Linked DNA regions of Mus musculus: all the other regions are linked to region 6. A link is a contact called in public ChIA-PET, Hi-C, HiChIP or PLAC-seq, Micro-C and promoter capture Hi-C data. All regions are on one chromosome and are shown on one strand. The core of a region is the stretch at or near the end of the contact, and the rest is flanking DNA. Distances in the headings are between cores, read along the strand shown. Region 1 holds the start of Hes5 (hes family bHLH transcription factor 5). Region 2 holds the start of Pex10 (peroxisomal biogenesis factor 10). Region 3 holds the start of Prxl2b (peroxiredoxin like 2B). Region 4 holds the start of Mrpl20 (mitochondrial ribosomal protein L20). Region 5 holds the start of Vwa1 (von Willebrand factor A domain containing 1). Region 6 holds the start of Cfap74 (cilia and flagella associated protein 74). Region 7 holds the start of Rer1 (retention in endoplasmic reticulum sorting receptor 1).

The links. Promoter capture Hi-C pulls out the DNA fragments that hold promoters and counts their contacts. A called contact is a pair of places that touch in the nucleus more often than the background predicts. ChIA-PET counts read pairs in DNA pulled down with a chosen protein or histone mark. HiChIP or PLAC-seq counts read pairs in DNA pulled down with a chosen protein or histone mark.
Region 1: a contact with region 6 is called in a Micro-C map of embryonic stem cells, with 2.5 times the contacts expected there. The contact joins the promoter of Hes5 here to the promoter of Cfap74 in region 6. A contact is called at or near these places in 1 of 484 Hi-C or Micro-C datasets (embryonic stem cells), 1 of 115 datasets of contacts at active chromatin or transcription factors (astrocytes) and 1 of 9 other capture datasets (pancreatic islet).
Region 2: a contact with region 6 is called in a Hi-C map of uterus, with 4 times the contacts expected there. The contact joins the promoter of Pex10 here to the promoter of Cfap74 in region 6. A contact is called at or near these places in 1 of 484 Hi-C or Micro-C datasets (uterus) and 1 of 9 other capture datasets (adipose tissue).
Region 3: a contact with region 6 is called in an H3K27ac HiChIP or PLAC-seq map of embryonic stem cells, with 2.4 times the contacts expected there. The contact joins the promoter of Prxl2b here to the promoter of Cfap74 in region 6. A contact is called at or near these places in 5 of 39 promoter capture datasets (the 3T3-L1 cell line, the C10 cell line, cranial neural crest and 2 more), 1 of 484 Hi-C or Micro-C datasets (CD4 T cells) and 1 of 115 datasets of contacts at active chromatin or transcription factors (embryonic stem cells).
Region 4: a promoter capture Hi-C map of cranial neural crest shows a contact between it and region 6. The contact joins the promoter of Mrpl20 here to the promoter of Cfap74 in region 6. A contact is called at or near these places in 4 of 39 promoter capture datasets (cranial neural crest, frontonasal cranial neural crest, hippocampal neurons and 1 more).
Region 5: a contact with region 6 is called in a promoter capture Hi-C map of pre-B cells, with 2.1 times the contacts expected there. The contact joins the promoter of Vwa1 here to the promoter of Cfap74 in region 6. A contact is called at or near these places in 6 of 39 promoter capture datasets (embryonic stem cells, hippocampal neurons, liver and 2 more), 3 of 484 Hi-C or Micro-C datasets (the N1E-115 cell line, embryonic stem cells and reprogramming fibroblasts), 2 of 115 datasets of contacts at active chromatin or transcription factors (the 230-238 cell line and bone marrow-derived macrophages) and 1 of 9 other capture datasets (pancreatic islet).
Region 7: a contact with region 6 is called in an RNA polymerase II ChIA-PET map of memory CD8 T cells, with 10 read pairs. The contact joins the promoter of Rer1 here to the promoter of Cfap74 in region 6. A contact is called at or near these places in 4 of 39 promoter capture datasets (frontonasal cranial neural crest, hippocampal neurons, liver and 1 more), 6 of 484 Hi-C or Micro-C datasets (CD4 T cells, cerebellum, embryonic stem cells and 2 more) and 3 of 115 datasets of contacts at active chromatin or transcription factors (embryonic stem cells, extraembryonic endoderm stem cells and memory CD8 T cells).

What each region holds. Positions count from the first base shown.
Region 1 is chr4:154,959,489-154,962,188 of GRCm38.p6, forward strand. It overlaps Hes5 (hes family bHLH transcription factor 5), which reads left to right and starts at 1,435. Exons shown (of 3, transcript NM_010419.4): 1 at 1,435-1,561; 2 at 1,648-1,813; 3 at 1,904-2,700. The coding sequence starts at 1,508. The coding sequence ends at 2,187.
Region 2 is chr4:155,065,692-155,068,586 of GRCm38.p6, forward strand. Pex10 (peroxisomal biogenesis factor 10) reads left to right here and starts at 1,339. Exons shown (of 6, transcript NM_001042407.1): 1 at 1,339-1,483; 2 at 2,132-2,212. The coding sequence starts at 1,378.
Region 3 is chr4:154,897,784-154,900,483 of GRCm38.p6, forward strand. It overlaps Prxl2b (peroxiredoxin like 2B), which reads right to left and starts at 1,260. Exons shown (of 7, transcript NM_025582.3): 1 at 1,160-1,260; 2 at 693-897; 3 at 345-396. The coding sequence starts at 1,222. It overlaps Gm52690 (a long non-coding RNA gene), which reads left to right. Exons shown (of 2, transcript XR_003955190.1): 1 at 1-267; 2 at 648-2,700.
Region 4 is chr4:155,801,571-155,804,270 of GRCm38.p6, forward strand. Mrpl20 (mitochondrial ribosomal protein L20) reads left to right here and starts at 1,308. Exons shown (of 5, transcript NM_025570.3): 1 at 1,308-1,525; 2 at 1,803-2,172; 3 at 2,263-2,373. The coding sequence starts at 2,086.
Region 5 is chr4:155,773,266-155,776,058 of GRCm38.p6, forward strand. Vwa1 (von Willebrand factor A domain containing 1) reads right to left here and starts at 1,296. Exons shown (of 4, transcript NM_147776.4): 1 at 1,165-1,296; 2 at 1. The coding sequence starts at 1,237.
Region 6 is chr4:155,407,887-155,410,586 of GRCm38.p6, forward strand. Cfap74 (cilia and flagella associated protein 74) reads left to right here and starts at 1,354. Exons shown (of 39, transcript NM_001368738.1): 1 at 1,354-1,684. The region is part of intron 2 of 5830444B04Rik (RIKEN cDNA 5830444B04 gene); the gene reads right to left.
Region 7 is chr4:155,084,918-155,087,631 of GRCm38.p6, forward strand. Rer1 (retention in endoplasmic reticulum sorting receptor 1) reads right to left here and starts at 1,436. Exons shown (of 7, transcript NM_026395.2): 1 at 1,288-1,436. Morn1 (MORN repeat containing 1) reads left to right here and starts at 1,660. Exons shown (of 14, transcript NM_001081100.1): 1 at 1,660-1,764; 2 at 2,504-2,575. The coding sequence starts at 1,689.

The DNA.
Region 1 (2,700 bases), core at 185-2,684, 450 kb before region 6:
AGCTTCTGGAGCAAGACCTTCGGAATAGATCATTTACAGCAGTGGGTCACTACCATAGCAGGAGGGCGTTTCCCTAGTGGGCACTGTGAAGGCCCTTCAGTTCCTGAGCTCAGACATGGCTGACATCCATCCAGAGAACCTGGTTTCATTCCACACTGGCTATTGTGCTCTGATGCCAGCCTCCTGGTTTGGGCCTGGCTAGGTCTTAGGTTGACCCTAGGAGGAAGCACGGGGCCTTATCTCCTCCCTCAGCCCCTGCAGAGTATTGGGGAAATAGTACAGGTTCCAGATGGAGGGACGCTCCTACATGGCCATCCCCTAGGTGTCTAGGGTGTGACTAGTAAGGTCACCTGGTTAGGAACCACGGTTATCAGTTCTTACAAAGAGGCCCATCCACACTGGCACAGCATTCATATGGGGGCTTATTTTTAGGTCTCCCACCTTCTACCTGCCAACACAAAATGCTGAATGAAACTGGAACACACACACAGAGGCATGCACGCGCGCGCCCGCACGAGCTGAGGGGGATGTCATGAGAGGAGTTAAGGGCAGCCATGGTTTCCTAAAAGCCACGCGGGAGTAGTGATCACGGACAGCATGAAGGAGGCACGGTCCTCCTGTTTCAGAGATGCATGTGGCACCTGGTGACACAAGAGCAGTCCAGATACCCTGTGGGTTCAGGGGTTCCTGAGGGCTTCCTAGGTATGGGGCTTTGTGCTAGGCATTATCCAAAGCAAATTCAGCTAGCCTAGAAGTACGCTTGGCAGGCTCCGCGCGTGGCCATTTCTAGCTGCGGAGAAGTCACTCCTCTCAACTGACAGAACTGGCAATAAAGCGCCTAAATTCTAAATACATGAGTCCCTCTCTCATCCTGTACCTGCGAATGGCATGGCGGCAGCATCTGTTTGAGAGAATGTGGCCCACTTTAACCCACTGTGCCTGTGGGCAACAGGTCCCAGCTGGGGAGGGTGCCCACTCCTCTGGAAGTCGCTGTCTGTTCATTGTAAAACTCTCATTTCTCTGCGCCTGTGGCCTCTGCCAGCCAGCGGTGGGGAGCCTCTGGGGAGTGGGAGGGAAGAAGGGAGAGAAGGGGGGGGGAGAGCACTCCTTCCTGCCCTCCCCACCTCCCCGCGGCCTGGGAAAAGGCAGCATATTGAGGCGCGGGGCTCTCAGCATCAGGCCCCGGGATGCTAATGAGGGCGAGCGCGTTCCCACAGCCCGGACATTGTGCCGCGCGGCCCACCTGCTCCTCGGGGAGCGACCATTGTGCCCGCGCCAATTCACAGGCAATTTAGCGTGCGCTAATGGGCCGGCGCCTTTGTGCGGCCGGCGCCGCCATTGGCCGCCGAGTGTGGGAACGGCCGCGGCGCCCGGACCCCAGGCGCCGGGCCGCTGCCCGCGCCTATATAGGGCTGGCGTGCTGGGGTCCAGGTCGCGCCAGTCCGGGACGCCTGGCTCTGTCCGCTCCGCTCCGCTCCGCTCGCTAATCGCCTCCAGAGCTCCAGGCATGGCCCCAAGTACCGTGGCGGTGGAGATGCTCAGTCCCAAGGAGAAAAACCGAGTAAGTGCAACTCGCCCGGCGCGCGCCGTCCGGTTCCCCCGGGGCCTCCGGCGTCCGCCGCCCACCTGACGCCTCTCCTCCCGCAGCTGCGGAAGCCGGTGGTGGAGAAGATGCGTCGGGACCGCATCAACAGCAGCATAGAGCAGCTGAAGCTGCTGCTGGAGCAGGAGTTCGCGCGGCACCAGCCCAACTCCAAGCTGGAGAAGGCCGACATCCTGGAGATGGCCGTCAGCTACCTGAAACACAGCAAAGGTGAGCCCGGCGCCTGCGCCCGCCTCCTGCTCCCGGCCGATGTGGCTCCCACCGCGCGCGCCCCACTCATGCCGCTTCGTCTCCCCACAGCCTTCGCCGCGGCCGCCGGCCCCAAGAGCCTGCACCAGGACTACAGCGAGGGCTACTCCTGGTGCCTGCAGGAGGCGGTACAGTTCCTGACCCTGCACGCCGCCAGCGACACGCAGATGAAGCTGCTTTACCACTTCCAGCGGCCCCCAGCTCCCGCCGCTCCTGCCAAGGAGCCCCCGGCGCCCGGAGCTGCGCCCCAACCGGCCCGCTCCTCCGCTAAGGCTGCTGCTGCTGCGGTCTCCACCTCGCGCCAACCCGCCTGCGGCCTCTGGCGGCCCTGGTGACCCAGCGGCCGACCGGTGCCTGGAGCGGACCAGAGGATGAGCTCGTTCCTCTGGATGTGGGAAGACATTCCCCAGCCGCAGTTCAGCCCCAGGTTGGCCGCTACCTTCTTCCGAAGGCTCCCTCCTCCGGCTGGCTGGCCAGCAGGAGGGTCATTCTTAGAGAATGTGTGTGCAGAGTTGTCATTTGGGGATAATCAGGGCCCACCCTCTGCCGCCCGTCCGACCCCGTGGGGTTGTTTTGTGTTTGCATTTCAGCAAGTGACTTCTGCGAAGTTCCTGGTCACCACCGGGGGTTCTATGATATTTGTAGAGTCGGGGGTTGGCTCACCCCAGCCCGTAGAGGACTTTCTTCAGGGCCCGTTGCTGCTGGGCAAGCACCCTGCAGGCGGGCTGTGCCCTGGGCACATTTGCCTTTTGTGAAGGCGGAACTGCAGGTGTTTCCTCATAGGAAAGCACTCAGCCTGCGTGGGCGTAGGGCCCATGGGGCCTCACCTCAAGGTCCACATGGCCTTG
Region 2 (2,895 bases), core at 89-2,588, 340 kb before region 6:
GGAGGTAGAGACAGGCAGATTTCTGAGTTTGAGGCCAGCCTGGTCTACAAAGTGAGTTCCAGGACATCCAGGGCTACACAGAGAAACAGGAGCCTGGCCTTTCTGTCCTCCATCCTTGAAGCAGGAGGAAGAGTTTACAAGGAGAAAGTCACAAGGCTCAGTCTTAGGATCCTTGTGCTTCAGAAGGCAAGGGGTGGGAGGTGGCAAGGGCCGTATGCCCCTTCCGTAAGCAAGAGCTCTCGCTCTACCTCCACCGCAGAGTTCTGGAACCCTGAAACACTGAAGCAAAGGGGGACTCCAGGCCACATGGTCATCCGAGAATCCAGAGAACTGATCTACAATGATGTCACTACTCATCTTGCCCTTCCACTTTCTCTCCTCACTGAAAAGCCTCTTGTTTCCCTGATCTGTGCAGGATCTGTTTGGGTTAACAAGCTCTAGCAGCCCAAGCTAGTAGAAAAGATGGGCTGATAGCTCCACCTGCTGGCCATCTTGGGTTTTGTCCCATAGGAAGAATCCTTGAGAGCCCACAAAGGAAGAACTTGAGGATCAAGGCACCGCTGTGCCTAGGATTTAAGCCCACGGAGAGAGACGCTTACTTAGGCCGTATCCCTGAGAACAACAGATACTTGAATAGTGTTTCTGGTCTTGTTCCCCATGGCTGAGAGAAGAGAATGCAAAAAAGCAGTCGCGTGTAAGGAGCAGTCCAGGCGGGGACACTTAGAACAGGCCATACCCCATGGTTATGGTAGAAATGAGCTTCCAAGTTTGAAAAGTCTTCCAGCACAAGCGGCCTTGGGCCTTCAGAGAATCTACATTTCAAACTGTCACATTTGATTTGGCTAGAAGTTCATGCCTCTGCATGAGCCGTGACTGCCTCCTAGCAGTGGTCAAAGGTGCTATCTGGGATTGCCCAACCCAAGCTGAAGAAACCAGGGCATGGGCAGGGAGGAACTCCAACAACTGGAGCCTTCAGCAGTCCGTTGGAATCACGTGGCTATCCCAAAAGATCCACTTTTGCAGCCCAGAGACACGTACCTCCTGCCAGAAAACTGAACCTGAATCAGGCCAAAAACACATCTGCGAGGCTGAGCTTTCTCGGGGGTCCTACCCACTAGGTATCTACCTCCTCCCTGTCATTACCCGCCACTTCACTGTGCCGCTTCACCCTCCAAGCACAGACCACACCCCTCCCCGGGTAGCCCCACCCCTATGTCGTGGACACGCCCACTACTCCGCCTCCACAGATGTCACGCCTAGGCTCCGCCTTCGCCCGCGTGGTGTTCGCAGCCTCAGCCCCACGACGGACGCACGTCGAGCGTCACAGGCCCCGCCCACGAGGTGCGCAGGCGCGGTGCGAGCTCTGCGATTCGGGCCATGGCGCGGGCGGGTGCCCCTGAAGTGATCCGGGCAGCGCAGAAGGACGAGTACTACCTGGGAGGCCTGCGGAGCGCGGCGGGTGAAGCGCTGCACAGCCTAGCGGGTGAGCGTTCCGGGCACCCAGACAGGCGGCAGCTCCAGAGTTTGCTTGGAAAGCGGGGATCAAAACAGAGGTACACACTGCTGACCACATTGCAGGTCTCTGCTTTAGTGTTTCTCAAGCATTTGCCCATTTATTCTCCAGACGCCCCTACAGGGTGGACCTAACGTCATTACTCTCATAGGTAGACACGTGGATCACACAGGCAGGGATTTGGGATTTCAGAGAGCCGAGGTTTGATACTAAACAGGTCGCCTCTGGCTTATGTTGTTAGCACTACCTAGACTTTCCTGGGCTCCATGTCTCTAGGACAGTACCTGACTCAAGACAGTTACAGTCGGGGCTTCTTAAGAGGCGGTCTTCGTCTCGGAGACATTCCGGTCACCAAGGGCAGCAGAGGAGGTGAAGGGAGAGACGAGTTGTTGAGGGTCGTCTTAGGAGTGACTTGACTTGGACTTTACCTGCCCTTCGGGAGTGACAGGGTTTCTCTGTGTAGCCCTGGCTGTCCTGGAACTCACTCTGGTCAGTCTGGACTCGAAATCTCTGCCTCCCAAATGCTGGGATTAAAGGCGTGTGCCACCACTACCCGGCTGGGAGTCATCTTAAGAGAACCACTTCACCTCTCTAGAGCTAATATTTTTCTTCTCTCAGGTGCAAAGAAATGGCTGGAATGGAGGAAAGAGATCGAGTTGCTCTCGGACATAGCCTACTTTGGCCTCACCACAATTGCAGGTAGCTGTCTGTGCTCGGCAGGTCCTGGGCACTGAGGGGCCCACAACCCACCCAGGTCTGGAGGGGATGCTTGAAGGCTCCTGGAAATCACCTGCATTAGTCTCTGTTTCCGGGAAGGAAGATACTGGCCAGAGGGCACTCACTGCCCCAGACTTTCTCTCAGCAGGATGGGCTTTTCCATTTATGGGGTACGAGGCAGATAAAAAGGAAGAGGCTATCGAGTGGGGGGAAGGGTACGAGCAGGGTCATGGTGAGACACATGGAAAGATCACAAGGTACTCCACAGGGCTGGCCTCAGGAACAGGAAGTCAGGATTCATCGTCTGCATGGTGGAGTACTAGAAGCTAGCTGCAAGCCATGGGTAGGCTTGGGGGCTTTTTATTCTGACTCCATGTGACAGCGTCAGGTAAGCAGTGGTATGTATGCCTGATACTTAGGACTCAGCCATCATCTAGAAGGTAGAAAGCCACAAGATCGGATCCCATCACTTGGACAGGGGTATGAGTTCAGCAGAGGAAGGACTGGAAAACAGAATAAAGACTTAAGGGAGTAGGAACCAACAGGAGATGCAAGGCCCATTCCAGAGTGGCCGTCTCTGTGACATGGTGAAATCACAGCAAGGCCACAGTGGGTTTAACAAGAAGTTGTGCTGGCCTTGGCTAGGTCTCAGGGTGACTGGTGAG
Region 3 (2,700 bases), core at 10-2,509, 510 kb before region 6:
GAGCTCCAAGCTGGGTGTGCCCAGGGATCTCGCTTAGCCGGCACTGCCTATCATGACAGGCAGTCTGTGGCAACAGAGGACTGCAATGAGCCATGGCTAAGGCACTGGGCTCCAAGGTCCCTCCTGTTTATGAAATAGCAGACTTCTGAGGACAGGCCTGCCTTGGACCAACACCCATTAGAAGACTCAAAGAAGGGCTGGCTGAAGCACCAGTGTCAGTTTCCATGAGACAAACTGGAGAGCAGAGCAGATGGCAGTAGCAAGAAGGTACATAAGAGAGCGGTGGCCACTCTGTCCTCCTGTTGTCCCTGGTTAGACTCATGCCCACAAACAGTCACACTTACCGCTTGAAGCCCAGCTCCTTATAGATTTGCTTGCTCTCATCAAGGTAGAGTTCTAGAAAGGAAAGCCACAGCTATGTGCCCCAGGCTTCCTACAGTCTGTCCCCTCCACTTACTGTATCCAGCTCCACCCACCCAAGCCATGAGTAGCAAGGCAGGATTGAATGTCACCACTGCTTAAACGGGAAGGGCAAGAGTCACTGGGACTTTGCCACTAGGTCTGGGCACCAGCCAGGGCACAGGCTGAAGGCAGGGCAGGGAAGAGCTGCATATGCTGACACATGAATATGTTCTTGTTGGGCCTAGAAAGGGAGAGGTCAGCCCAGGCTCTGAGTCCGGGAAGAGTCGCACCTCCTGAGAAGTAACCACCATCCAGAAACTCCTGCAGGCCCAGGGCCTCAGGCCCCACGCCCACCAGGCGCACATCGTGTTGGTCCAGGATGCTCCGGAGGTTGCTGAGGTCCTGGGCGATCCAGCGGCACACCATGCAGCCGAAGCGTCGCAGACCGGCCACCACACAAGCTTTCTCCTGCCATAGGCTCCGCAGCTCCACAGCCTACAGAATGGATCGGTCAGGGGACATGGGCTCACCAACCCCCTATGCCCGGCAGCCTCACATGTCCCGCAGCGTGCTGCTCCAAGATTCGCAGCTGACTGGTCCTCCTGATGGTTCCTCTGTGGACCATGAGCTGTACCCACGCCCAGTACGCGAACTCATAGGACCCCTCAGGACCTCCACTCCAACCCATGTGAGTTGCCAAGGCTCTGGGCCAGGTATTAGGGGAGGCGTTCTCCGCCCTGCGCGAGCCAAATCTCACCTCCCCAGTCACTGCATGTTTCAAGACACACGCTCCTACGCGACCAAGGTCCACCACATTCATGGCCTCCTCCGTCCCTTTCTGCTCCACGGTCCCTTCTCGCAGCCTGGGGAGGCTCACTCTGTCCTGCGCAGCCTCTTCAGCCAGCCTATGCCCCGCCCATAATCCCGCCCCAGTCCTGGTGGGCACCACCTCCAGGGGGTTCAGGTCACATGACTGTGCGCTTGTCTCGCCCCAGGCTCCGCCCCTGATATTAGTATACAGGCACACCCTCTCTCCAAAGAGACAATCACTGCAGATCTCTTTGCCTAAGCCTAGGTTGTTCTCATATGTATAAGCTTATTAGCCAATGGCGTAGCAGGTAAAGCTCAATGGACAGTCTGCAAGCGGTGCGCCTGCGCAGAATGCGTTTGCGTGGCTCTCTAGCGTTTGCGTAGCTCTCCACTAGCATCAGGTGGTCCCTAGTAGTGCAGCAGGGTGGTAGAATTAGAGCCAAAAAGTTGAAACGGGGAATCGAACTCACAAATCACTAGTGTGAGGAACAGTAGGGCAGCCGGCACTTACAGTAGTGAAAGGACCAGCCTTTCCAAGTCTAAGTTCCTGCTTTGCATTTTCGCGAAATCCTATTAACTTCCATCGTAAAGTACCATTTCCTGCTGTGTGGATGTCAGTTTTTAAACTACGGGCTCTCATGTACAACAATCCAAAGGAGATAAACAGGAGCTCGCAGTGGTGTGTCCCTAGGAAGAGTAGAAGGCTCAGGAATCCACGTGTTCTGTCCTTTCCTCACTAAGTAAGCCCTGTGATGCTTTCTAGGGCCATGTTCAAGCATCTGACAGATGTAGAGGCTAGGAAAGGAAGAGAGCCACCACAAGATACCTAGCTGAGGCTGAACAGCCAGGCAGGAAGTTAGGAACCATACATATCACTGTGTCAAAAGGAGAAGCTAGAGAGATGGCTCAGTGGTTAAGAGCACTAGCTGCTCTTGCAGAGGGCCCACGGTTTGGTTCCCAGCATCCCTACAGCGACTCACAATCCTCTGCAAGTCCAGCTTGAGGGCATCTGATGCTCCCTTACGGTCTCTTCAGGCACCAGGCACTCACATTGGGCCCAAACCTATGCAAGCAAGAGTAGGCTGGGGAGGTGACTCGGTAAAATGACAGAGACCTGTAATCCCATGTCCTGGGGGAAGCAAAGGCATGAGAATCAGCAATAGACCTTGTCTCAAGAAATACGATTGAGAGGCACTGAGTAAAACACTCAACCGCTGGACTCCCCGGGCACACACAAGTGCACACAGGTGTGCAAAGGTACATTTTAAAAAAGGAAAGAAAATAAAGTTGCAGAATCAGGAGGAGCTGGTCCTGTAGAGCAACTGGTCCTGGAAGCACCACCAGAAGAAATCCAGAGATGGGGCTTCCTCTGCTTCCTGTTAAGTGTTGAGGGGTACAATGCGAGGGTCCCAGGAGCATGGGAAGATGTCTGCAGAAAGTGCTGCATGTTGAACAGGAAGAGCCAGCAGGCCCTTCCCTGAGGCTGCT
Region 4 (2,700 bases), core at 58-2,557, 390 kb after region 6:
AGGGATTTGTAAGGGTGGGACTGGGAGAAGGGGGTGCTGCAATTGGATGTAAAGTGAATACAAAAATAAATTATTGAAAAAAAAAAAGAAAAAACAAGAACCTACAAAAGAACATGAGAAACACTCAAAGACATAAAAACTCAAATTCAGAAACCATAATTGTTTAGTTTCAGATCCTGGGACAGGGAACTCAGGTACATATTTTACATATCAAAGCAGACCTGGCTTGCAGGTTCTCCCAGCATCCCTCAGTTCCTACCTGGCAAGGACACTCTGCCCCCAACCTTAAACTTTCCAGCCCAGGGACTGAGCTGCCCTTCCACCAAAGGCTCCTCCCTATGTAAGCCAGACATTTTGGCCAATCCTCCTCTCTCAATCCTTTGGGCCAAACCTACCTTTAAATGTTCTAATCTGACTTGAATTGGCTCATTTCACCTGTGAAGAAATAACCTATCATCATCAATAATATAAGCAAACGAACAGTAAAGTTAAAAAAAATTCCCAAACAAAACAATATGAGACCCCCCCAAAAAAAATCTCCCAAAATACCTTTGAATTTGTTTTCTGTTGGCCATCTGGACCTGGGGCCTGCCCTTAAGGTGTGGTTTGTAGTATACTATGTAAGACTCCCTGTGTAAGACTTTCCCTCAAGGAAAAACTAATTTTTCTTTTAGGAGCAGCTGGCAATTGGAGATAGCTTCTTGGTTGGGGATGAGAGTCCATGTCTACTTCCTCATCTGGGACCTGACAGACAAATGTTTTACTTTGTTGTTTTTTGAGACAGGGTTTCTCTGTGTAGCCCTGACTGTTCTGGGACTCATTCTGTAGACCAGGCTGGCCTTGAACTCAAGACATCCATCTCCCTCTGCCTCCTGAGTGGATCGAAGGCATGTGCCACCACCATCTGGCTTGGTGGCCAACTTTTTTTTTTTTTTTTTTTTTTGCTTTTCGAGACAGGGTTTCTCTGTGTAGCCCTGGCTGTCCTGGAACTCACTTTGTAGACCAGGCTGCCCTCGAACTCAAGAAATCTGCCTGCCTCTGCCTCCCAAGTGCTGGGATTAAAGGCGTTCGCCACCACCTCCCGGCGGTAGCCAACTTCTTACTCAGACCTTTACTCCAAGTAAAGCTGGTGAATAAGCTAAATTCTGCTGTTGTTTTCTTTCTTTCTTTCTTTTTCTTTTTTAAAAAGATTTATTATATCTAAGTACATTGTAGGTGTCTTCATACTCTCCAGAAGAGGGCGTCAGATCTAACTACGGATGGTTGTGAGCCACCACGTGGTTGCTGGGATTTGACTTTCGGAAGAGCTGTCAGTGCTCTTAACCCTCTCTCCAGCCCCAATTCTGCTGAGTTGACTGCGAGTCCCACTCCGACTGTCAGCTTCGCCTTCATCTCGGTAGAGCTTGTATCTCCCACAGCTCCAGGAGCTCAGCCCTCCACCCCCCGAAACTTGGCCTCTGTACCTGCGGGAGGTTGGGCTCCATCCCCAGGATACATCTTCAGGACAGTAGATACCTTTGTTCATGTGAGCCTTTGACTCAGACTAGCTGTCTTTGGAATGGGTTTACTTGATTTAATTTCCTTTACTTTCTTTTCCTTTTCTTAAACATACTGTTCACATGGCTATTCTTATTTATTTATTCATTTATTCATTCATTCATTTATTTATTTGGGCGTCAGATCTTGTTACAGATGGTTGTGAGCCACCATGTGGTTGCTGGGATTTGAACTCTAGAAGAGCAGTCGGGTGCTCTTACCCACTGAGCCATCTCACCAGCCCAATTTCTTTTACTTTCCTTTAGGGTCAACTGATGCCCACAGAAGAGCGGACCACCGAGTGTTCCTTGGCGGTTTCTGTAGATCTGATTTCCGTCCGGGACTGCTCGCCATCCCCGCCCGCGGGGCTTCCTCCAGTTTATGCTCTAACCATTCTCCCGCGTGCGGACGGTCTGGCACAACGGAACTGAGGGAGCGAGTCTAGAGGCGCCCCGGAAGACAGTGCTCGCACACATCCGGCAGGGCTGGCCTGTCTGACCGTTGACCCGGAAGCGCTTCTGGCAGCCGGTCGGGCTTCGGGAGCCCATCATGGTCTTCCTCACGACGCGGCTCTGGCTGCGGAACCGCCTCACCGATCGCTATTGGCGGGTTCAGGAGGTGCTGAAACACGCTCAGGTGAGTGCGCGAGTCGCGGCCCGAGGCGTGGGGCGGGGGTGGAGGGCCGCGCTGCCATCCCGACACCCTTCTCCCCTCTTCTTCATCCAGCATTTTCGGGGAAGGAAGAATCGCTGCTACCGCCTGGCCGTCAGGGCGGTGACCAGAGCCTTCGTTAAGTGTACGAAGGCCCGCAGACTTAAGAAGCGGAACCTGAGGACCGTAAGCCCGACCCCAACCCCCAGCTTGTCCTTCATCTCCCTAGAGCTAGGCTCTCTTCCAAACCGGCTTCGGGAGCTCAGCCCTCCATGCCCCCGGAGCTTAGCCTTCTGTAGCCGCAGGATGTTGACTTTCATTCCCGAGGAATTCCCTTTACATGTTTGGGCAAAAGTGGTTTTTTGTTTTGTTTTGTTTTGTTTTGTTTTGTTTTGTCATTTGTGAAAGCTGTACTTGTGCGCTGGGTTATAGTTCTTGTAAGTACTTATGAGCTAAGTCAACAGGGCCATAAGAAATGTCATTTCTGACCTTGACAGTAAGAACGTGTTCCCT
Region 5 (2,793 bases), core at 46-2,545, 370 kb after region 6:
CCTAGAGGAAAAGACAAGGGGTTCAGTCAAGGTAGCCCTGCCAGGCACCCCCTTGCCCAGGGCAGAACCACCCCCAAAGGTCTGAACTTTCTTTAAGCACATGCTTGCTTGCCTTTGCCCAAAGATACAGGTAGAGAATCTTCAGAATGGGGCTATAAATGCCAACAAAAGGCCCACACTCTCCTCTGGTTCCCAACTGTACAATGTCCATGTACCCAGGGCATCCTGGGCTGTCCCCGTGCTCCTTTAGTAGGTAAATGCTGACCCTTGTCCTCAATAGACACTGCATGCAGGTAGAACATTCTGTATTCAGGAGGGGCCTGAGCCACATGCAATGCTTCCCTGATACTTGATTTTCAGAAGGGACACCTCTAGGATGAAGTTAAGTGAGGTTATTCATCTTCCAGGTGAAGCAATGGACTCTGAGCCCATGGGACAACAAGAGAGGATGGGAGAGCAAAAGTGAAGAGATGGGGAAGACCACACACTGAACAGCCCTTCCTGCCCATAAGAGGGCCAGACTGGAGTCCTGACTGGTTACAGATGACATCACCCCTCCCCTCCCCTGGCCCCCATCCCCTGCTTCATCTGTACCAAGAAAGCAGGATATACCCATCCGCAGCAGCCTGAGGACCCAACCATTGTCTAGCGAGCCTTCCCTTTTATCCCCTTTTCTTCCTGCCCAGCCGGCTGAGGTACTGATGAGACCTTCCATCACTAAGACTCAAATACGCAACAGCTCTCAAGTGCCTGGATTTAGTCCTGGCTTTGGGGTTTCCCCCTCATGGTGTGGCCATTCCAATATTCTTACCTCCTTTCTACTGAGGGACCTTTCAGAGGTAAGGAAACTGAGTCAGGGAGACCTCTTAAACATCTTTCTCCACAATCCATGTCTGAGGTGCGGGGTGGGACGGGACGGGGGAGGGGGATGGAGTGGGGGGGACCGTAGCCTCAGGCGCTCCAAGTCCAGCTCTAGCTCAGTTGAGTCACCAAGAATGTCTCCGAGCGCCCACCGCAGGTGGCTGAGGTGCTGGCGTGTGCCCCACCCGCTCCCCCGGCCTTCCCACCTACTGGTTCGGCGGCTGCACCTGGACAGTTCATGACCCGCGTGGGCAGCAGCGGATCGGCTATGAAGAATTGGAATCCGGGTTTCACCACACTTACCGCGCTCTATGCTGCTCCGCGCCAATGCCAACCGCAGACTCAAAGCCATGCTGAACGCAGTCCAGAACAGCATCGCGCCTGGAGTGGCGGGCTCTTGATCGACCACAGCTGGCTGCTAACTTGCCCTCCTACCGTGAGTCAGGCCCCACCCACCTCGGAGAAGCCACACCCACTCGCGGCCACTCCTGCTTGGGAGGCGCGTGCACTCAGTCGCTCGCGCAGAGGCCAATCTGCACAGACTGCACGGTGATGCATGCCATAGCGGTCCCGGACTTGCGGTGACACGCAGCAACCACAAAGGCATATAGGTGTGGGCGTGTGCTGACAGACATTCCCATCTCTCTTTTGCAGGCGGCAATATGTGTTGTCCATATTCTCCTCCTCACTCCTCCTCCCCTACTCCTTAGGGTTCCCCCCCCCCCCGCACCCCGCAGTTGCTGATCTGCAAAGCTCCTGAAGACAGGAGAGCCTTACAAGACAAAAGAACCTTAGAAGTGGGGCTATACAAAGAAGCAACCTTCTCTCAACAAGGACCCAATTTGGCTATAAACTGGAGGAGCAGCCGGCTTTCTCCAAAGACTTGAAAGCAATGACGCAGCCCTCAGAGGAGACAGGAGCATATGAGAAGCTTCTTACAGAATGAAGAGCCTCCACCTTGCCAGAACTCTCACCTGAATTCTTGGAGGAAAAGACACAGTGGCCTATTGCTGTCCTATGTACTACCCAAACAGGGCTCCAGGGCTACACCCAGGTCAGACCCCAGCAGGATTAGAGACCCACTGGCCATCTAAAGTTGGGTCCTGCAGTCAGTGCTAAGCCCAGACCAAAGGAAGCTGTCTACAAGTGTTGTTCACAGGACATTGAGCCCTTCAGAAGGGCTGCACAGACCGCGGCCCTTAAGATGCTTTCCTGTAAATAATTATAGTATTTGGAATGGAGGCCCACATAGGAGGGGGTGTTGTCTGGCAGGATGTCTCCTCCCTTCCCACTCTCAGCAAGAGGATGCTCAGCAGGGAGGACGGATGGGACTCAATGGTTTTACTTCCTCCATTTCTGGCAGGTGAGACACTGTGGGGCCTTGAGGACTGTGCCTGAGCTCTGCTTTGCCTAAAAAAGGAAGCAATACAGCTGAGCCTGAGAAGCTAGCTGCAGGAACAAGTAAGAGCTATGTCCTGCTGCCGTCCCCCACCCCGTTGCCGGGAATCTTGGCACTGGGTGTTGGCTTCACTCCACAGACCTCAGGCCTCTGAATGGACCAGAAAGTTCTCGATGCTTCTGCCTGAGCCTTGAGGATGAGAGCAGTGCATGTGAGTCCCTCAAAGACTGTGGACACCAACAACCTCCAGCTCCAGATACATTGTTGCATTGTGAATAAGCAGAGGACACAGGGTATCCAGAAGAATCTTATTATGTCAGGCTTGCTCTGCCAGGGAGCTGGGTCTTAGAGGAAGGAGAGGCTCATAGCCCTCAAGCCTACAGTCATACCTCAGTCTGCCCTATTTCCAACCCTTCTGGAAAAAATGATCAGGTCTTCTTGGCTGTGACTCAGGGAAGTAGCTTTCTCTTTCCTTTGGCCTCACCATCAGATGGAGAGAGCACAAGAGACCCAGTCTCCACCAAGCCCTATCC
Region 6 (2,700 bases), core at 104-2,603:
GAAGAAGAAGAAGAAGAAGAAGAAGAAGAAGAAGAAGAAGAAGAAGAAGAAGAAGAAGAAGAAGAAGAATTGAACTGAGAAATCCTTTGGTTCTTGATTCCCAACTGGCATATTGAGATAAAAGTGGAAGGGAGCCGGGCATGGTAGCATACGCCTTTAATCCCAGCACTTGGGAGGCAGAGGCAGGTGGATTTCTGAGTTCGAGGCCAGCCTGGTCTACAGAGTGAGTTCCAGGACAGCCAGGGCTGCACAGAGAAACCCTGTCTCAAAAAACAAAACAAAACAAAAAAAGTGGAAGGGAGGCAAACCTAATGTATACCTGACAGGCTTGGCCAGCCTAACAGAGGAGTATAGTATACCCCAGAGAAAATTACATGTGTTAGTCAGAGTTTTGTCCCTGTAAACAAATATTTGAGGCAACGTGAAAGAGAAGACCAATTTATTCACTTATTTTACTATAGTGGGGATTATACTTCATACCACAAATATTAGTATTGGATATGGTTACTTCACAACCCTCTCTGCTCAGCCATATACCAGGGTCAACCCAGAGTAGGAGGCCCAGTTCACATTCTCCCTCAGCTAAAGGTTACAAACCAACTGGCTATCTTTCCCAAATTGCTTTACTAGGACATCCGGCTTCCATACACAAAGCTCTAAACTTATAGAACACCTGGGTTCGATCCCCAGCCACACACACACCTATACAGTATTGCAGTGGTATTTCACAGGCAAAGTATCTGAAGGGAGTGCAGAGGTACCCCCCACCAATCTCCACTGACATTTCCACAGGCTCTGTATTATTTTGAGGACTTCTTAACGCTGAAGGTTCTCCATCTCCAAGACAAAACTACAGGAGTTGCCAGTCATCCCTGCGACTCTGAGGAAAGGGAACATGTCCTGTCCACTGTTGAGCCCACCTCCTGCCCGGACTAGTGACCACGCCAACTTAAACGACCAAAAACAATCCAAAGAGTCCTGTGAGTTATCCAGAGGAGTCAGATGTCACCACCTAGAGGGCACAACACAGGCTGCAAAGCCCTGGGAGAGCCAGAATTCAGATCCAAGAGACGCAGGAGATCCTAACTTCTGCGTAAATGGTCTTTTAAGTAAGCAGTTGACCCAAGTTTCAACTGGCTTTAGACAAGTTCTCGAGCACCTGCCCCAGTCTCCAGGAGAATCGTCTGGGCAACAGTCAGCTTTGACTCTGCCCTCCGCGATGCTCGTCCCACTTTACCCCCGCTGTTGCACTACGCCTGCGCACAAGCTCTCCCTCCGCAGCCTCAGCCCCGCCCGCTACCCCAAAGCAGCCTTCCGTTGCCATGGAGCTGCGCGCCCAAACTACGCAGCCTCAGACCCACGGTGGCTGGGGGCAGTCGGGCCGTTAAGAGGCCATGGTCTAGCGGCTTAAGGAACTGATTCTGCGGGGGCCAGTGCTGAGGAACCGTCGCCGAGGATCTGTTTCTGGGAGGCGACCTAGTTACTGGACCACTTTCTAGGGGTCATTTGTGAGGAGCTGTTGCTAAGGGGCAGTCGCCAGGGACCATTCTTGAGAGGTTGTTGCTGCTGAGGGACCACCACCGAGGAGCCGTTCCTGAGGAGGTTTGCCAACAGTGCAGCCCACTCTTGGGGGACCTTTGCTGAAGTCTCATCGCTGAGGGACATCACTGGGCTGCCCAGAGAGGTGGGTACTGGCGACTTCAGCCTTGGGGCTGCACTGAGGATGCGCTGAACAAGGGGTAACTTTTCTGCGTGGACACGTGGCGGTGAGTCACGTGGTTACCACAGCCTATGAAGCGTCAGCATCAATCCTGCTGGTGAAGAGCCAGGCATCAGTCTGAGAGCTGAAAGTAAGAGTCACCTCCCGCTGTTCCAGCCTGGCTTTAAATACAAAACCCTTCATTGCAAGTGGATAGGCCTCCTTAGCTTGATTTTTCCATAAAATGACTCCCTTATCTGGGTAAAAATGCTTAGCAAAATACACCCTGAATGAAGGTGTGCTGTGGGCCAAGTAATGAGTGGACTAGTAAGTAATGTGAGCTAGGTAATGAGTAGACTGCTCAGGTATTCATTGATGAATATTGTCTTCAAACAAATGATGCCTACCTTCTTGTGTACAATTTAAGAACTGATTATCAAACAATTTATCAAAAGCCCACCCAAGCCAATAAATAGAATCTTGTCTTCACCCATAACATAGTACCCTCCTCTCCTGGTTAACTATGAACAAACCCGTGATTCTCACTTCTCCTCGTGTGTAACCGCACACCTTTGCTTATCTTAGATTAGAAATTTATTCCTGAACAGTAGTTTTTGTTAATGGTTTGATTGGTTTTTGAGAAAGGGTTTTTCTGTATGGTCCTGGTTGTCCTGGAACTTGCTCTGCAGACCAGGCTGGCCTCAAACTCAGAGATGTACCTACGTCTGCTTCCCGAGTGCTGGGACTAAAAGGCCTGTGCCACCACACCCAGCTTGAAGCCCTCCCCTTCTTGTCTTTAAAATAAATAAGACGAGCTTCAAGACTGACAGAATACATTTCTGTTGTGTAAAGAATTCAAGTTGGAGCACTTTGTTATGGCAACCCTGGAAAACTCCTGTGACAAGTGAGAGTTTCTGCAGCCCTCTCTAAGGAGAGGGCTGTCCTCTCAGAAGAAAAGATAGAACAGGCAGTACAGTGGCCCCAGGGACACCCAACGTCCC
Region 7 (2,714 bases), core at 186-2,685, 320 kb before region 6:
CTCAATCTCCTCTCACCGGAATGCACGCTCCTCCCTGAGGGACCTTGATTTGTTTTAGGATGGGCCTCACGACCTACAGTGCTTGTCACATATCTACTGAAATTGCTCTATGCTCTGTCACAAAAAAAAAAAAAACAAGACAAAAACTGTTCTAAGGGGGACAAGTACCACACACAGAACATTACCCCCGTGTTCTGGAGCCCATCATTTGTCTAGTTTCTGCAATCCATCACTCCTAAATTAGTAATACACCACAGAGAAGAAAGCGCTCTGCACAGCATCTGGGGGTCGCTGCCTCTTGCACCTGCATGCCTCAAGAGTTGTTCCCTGTCAACCCTTCCAGACCCTGCCCCTCTGAGTCCTTCCCTCTCTGGGCCCCTCTCACCTTTGGGGGTGGGGTGGGAAATGATCATCTTGGATCATCCCCAGCCCTTTCTCTATGTTCTACCTCCACCGCAACCAGTTCCCCAACACACAACCTGGATCTAAGGGGCTGAGTATGGGTTTACTGATGCTCTTCTGAGCACCTTAATGAGGGTTAAAAAAAAAAAAAAAACTCACATCAAAAAAACAGGCAGTTCCAAGACGTATAACTAGTCTCTAAGTCTTCCCCCCGCCCCCAACAGGGTTGCTCCATGTAGACCAGGCTAGCCTCAAACTCACAGCCTCTGCCTCACATAAAGGCGTGCACCACCACCTCCTGGATAGTATCTGTTATTAAGAACTAAGAAAGAAAAGCCACTGGGGGTTCTCAATGTGGAAGTATGAAGCCCTCTTGCACTGATACCCTGCTAAGGGAGACAATGTAGCCTTATCTGCTCCACGCTGGAAGTACAGCCTGGAGGGCTGGACATTTTACTGCCTTAATGTCACCATATAATCTAGACCCATTTAACCAGCACCCCTTCGATCCATTCAGTAACTGTCTTCGCGCTCGGGCTTAATTCCTACACGTGTGCCCCGAAACTGAACACGGTAGTGGGGTAGCAAGAGGACACCTAACACATGCCGCCTGGATCTGTGCAGGCAACAACAGGCCACCTTCCTCCACGACCTGGGGCCGGGGGGTCGGGGCGGCGCGCGAGCCGCGGCGGGCAGCGCTCAGCAGTCCCCTCGCGCACCCCTCTCGGAGATCGGCCCGCCCCTGGCAACCCCTCGCCAGGCTCAAAGGCGCTGCCCGGCCCCGCCCGCCCGCCGCCCGCCGGCTCGCCCGTGGCCTTGACAGCCCAGAGGAAGGCGGTGGTGTGCCGCCCGACCAGGTCCGCGCCACCAGCCCACCCCCAGCACCTCGCAGCTCCGGTGCAGCCGAGCCGCGGTCTCCCTCACGGCTGCGGAAGGAGGATGGCGGGCAGGGCGGCCGCCAGAGCTCGGCTCCGGATCCGGGAAGCTGCACAGGCACTTCCGTTCCGTCCCGCGGCGCCTCCAGCCGCCAAGATGGCCGCGGGGCGGGGCCCAAGCTCCAACCATTTCCGCTTCCGGTATGGACGCAGAGGCCGTTGGCGGGAGCGCTTCCCGGCGGAAGGACGGGGTTGGCGGAAACGTGCCGTGGTGCACAGGCGCATTGACGTCCTCAGGCTCCGGATCCGGCGCCGCTGCTTCGGATGTTATGGTCTCCTGGCCACGCCCCATGGCAACCGGAGGCCAATGGAAGGCAGCTTTATGGTTGCTAGGGAAACTTTGGCGGCAAGATGGAGGCAGCTGGCGATCCCTACCAGGCTTCGCTCCAGCCGCGTCGGCACTCGCCGAGACTGCCGCCGCGAAACGGTACGGGCTGCGTCTCCCCGCTGGAGCTCCGTCGCGTTCGCGTGCTCCACAGGCGTGGTCCAGGCTGCAGGCTCACGGCCAGCCGACCCTGCGTCAGGGGGGGCAGGTAGAGCTGAGGTCAGGCTGGCTGGGTGAGCACACGAGGTTCGCCCAATGCAGTCTGATGAAAAGTTGTTCTAAAACCGGAGAAACAGGATCGATATGAGGTCAGAGTCCATGCTAGTGCCACTGTCTTCCCGTCCCAGGCTGCGACTTGCTGGCAAGAAAGCAGTGGGGTTGCTTATCCATCTCAGGAACTGAGAGATGGGTGTTGGGTGTGATGTCTCAGAGCTGGCTGCGTGATAAAAGATGAGGCAGCCAGGAGTAATTAGGAGTGAGTGTGGATTTTTGTCCCGTGGGGACAGGAGGATAGTGACGGTCCTGGCAGGGTGGGCTCTTTGCTGTATCCTCACGGAGCTTGTTGACTGCTTCCGTGCCCTCACCGCCTCCTCTTAAAGAGCCTACAATCAGCTTTTGTCTTAGCCCTCCTCTGGCCAGGCCTGCCTTTCCCTCAGTACTATCCATGTAACAAAACCCAAGCAAGGGAGAGGGAGCACCCATCTTGAGCAATTAACCATCCTGTCATGTTCAAGAGACTGATGAGAAATGACCTGCAGACTACTCCAGACCCTGAGCTGCCCCATCTCTGTGTCTGTTGATGGCAAACCATTGCTATGTTCATCTTCTTTTCCGAACACAGGCTATGGCGTATATGTATACCCAAATTCTTTCTTCCGCTATGAAGGAGAATGGAAGGGAGGCAAGAAACACGGTAAGAAGCCTGTGATCATTGCAGAGCTCATTCCAGAGCCAGATTCCTGAGAAAAGGTGTGGGAGGCAGTCAGTCTTGTACCAAGCATAGCCTGGTACTGCGCCTGCACACTGGGACTACCACTTGGACCCAGTCATGG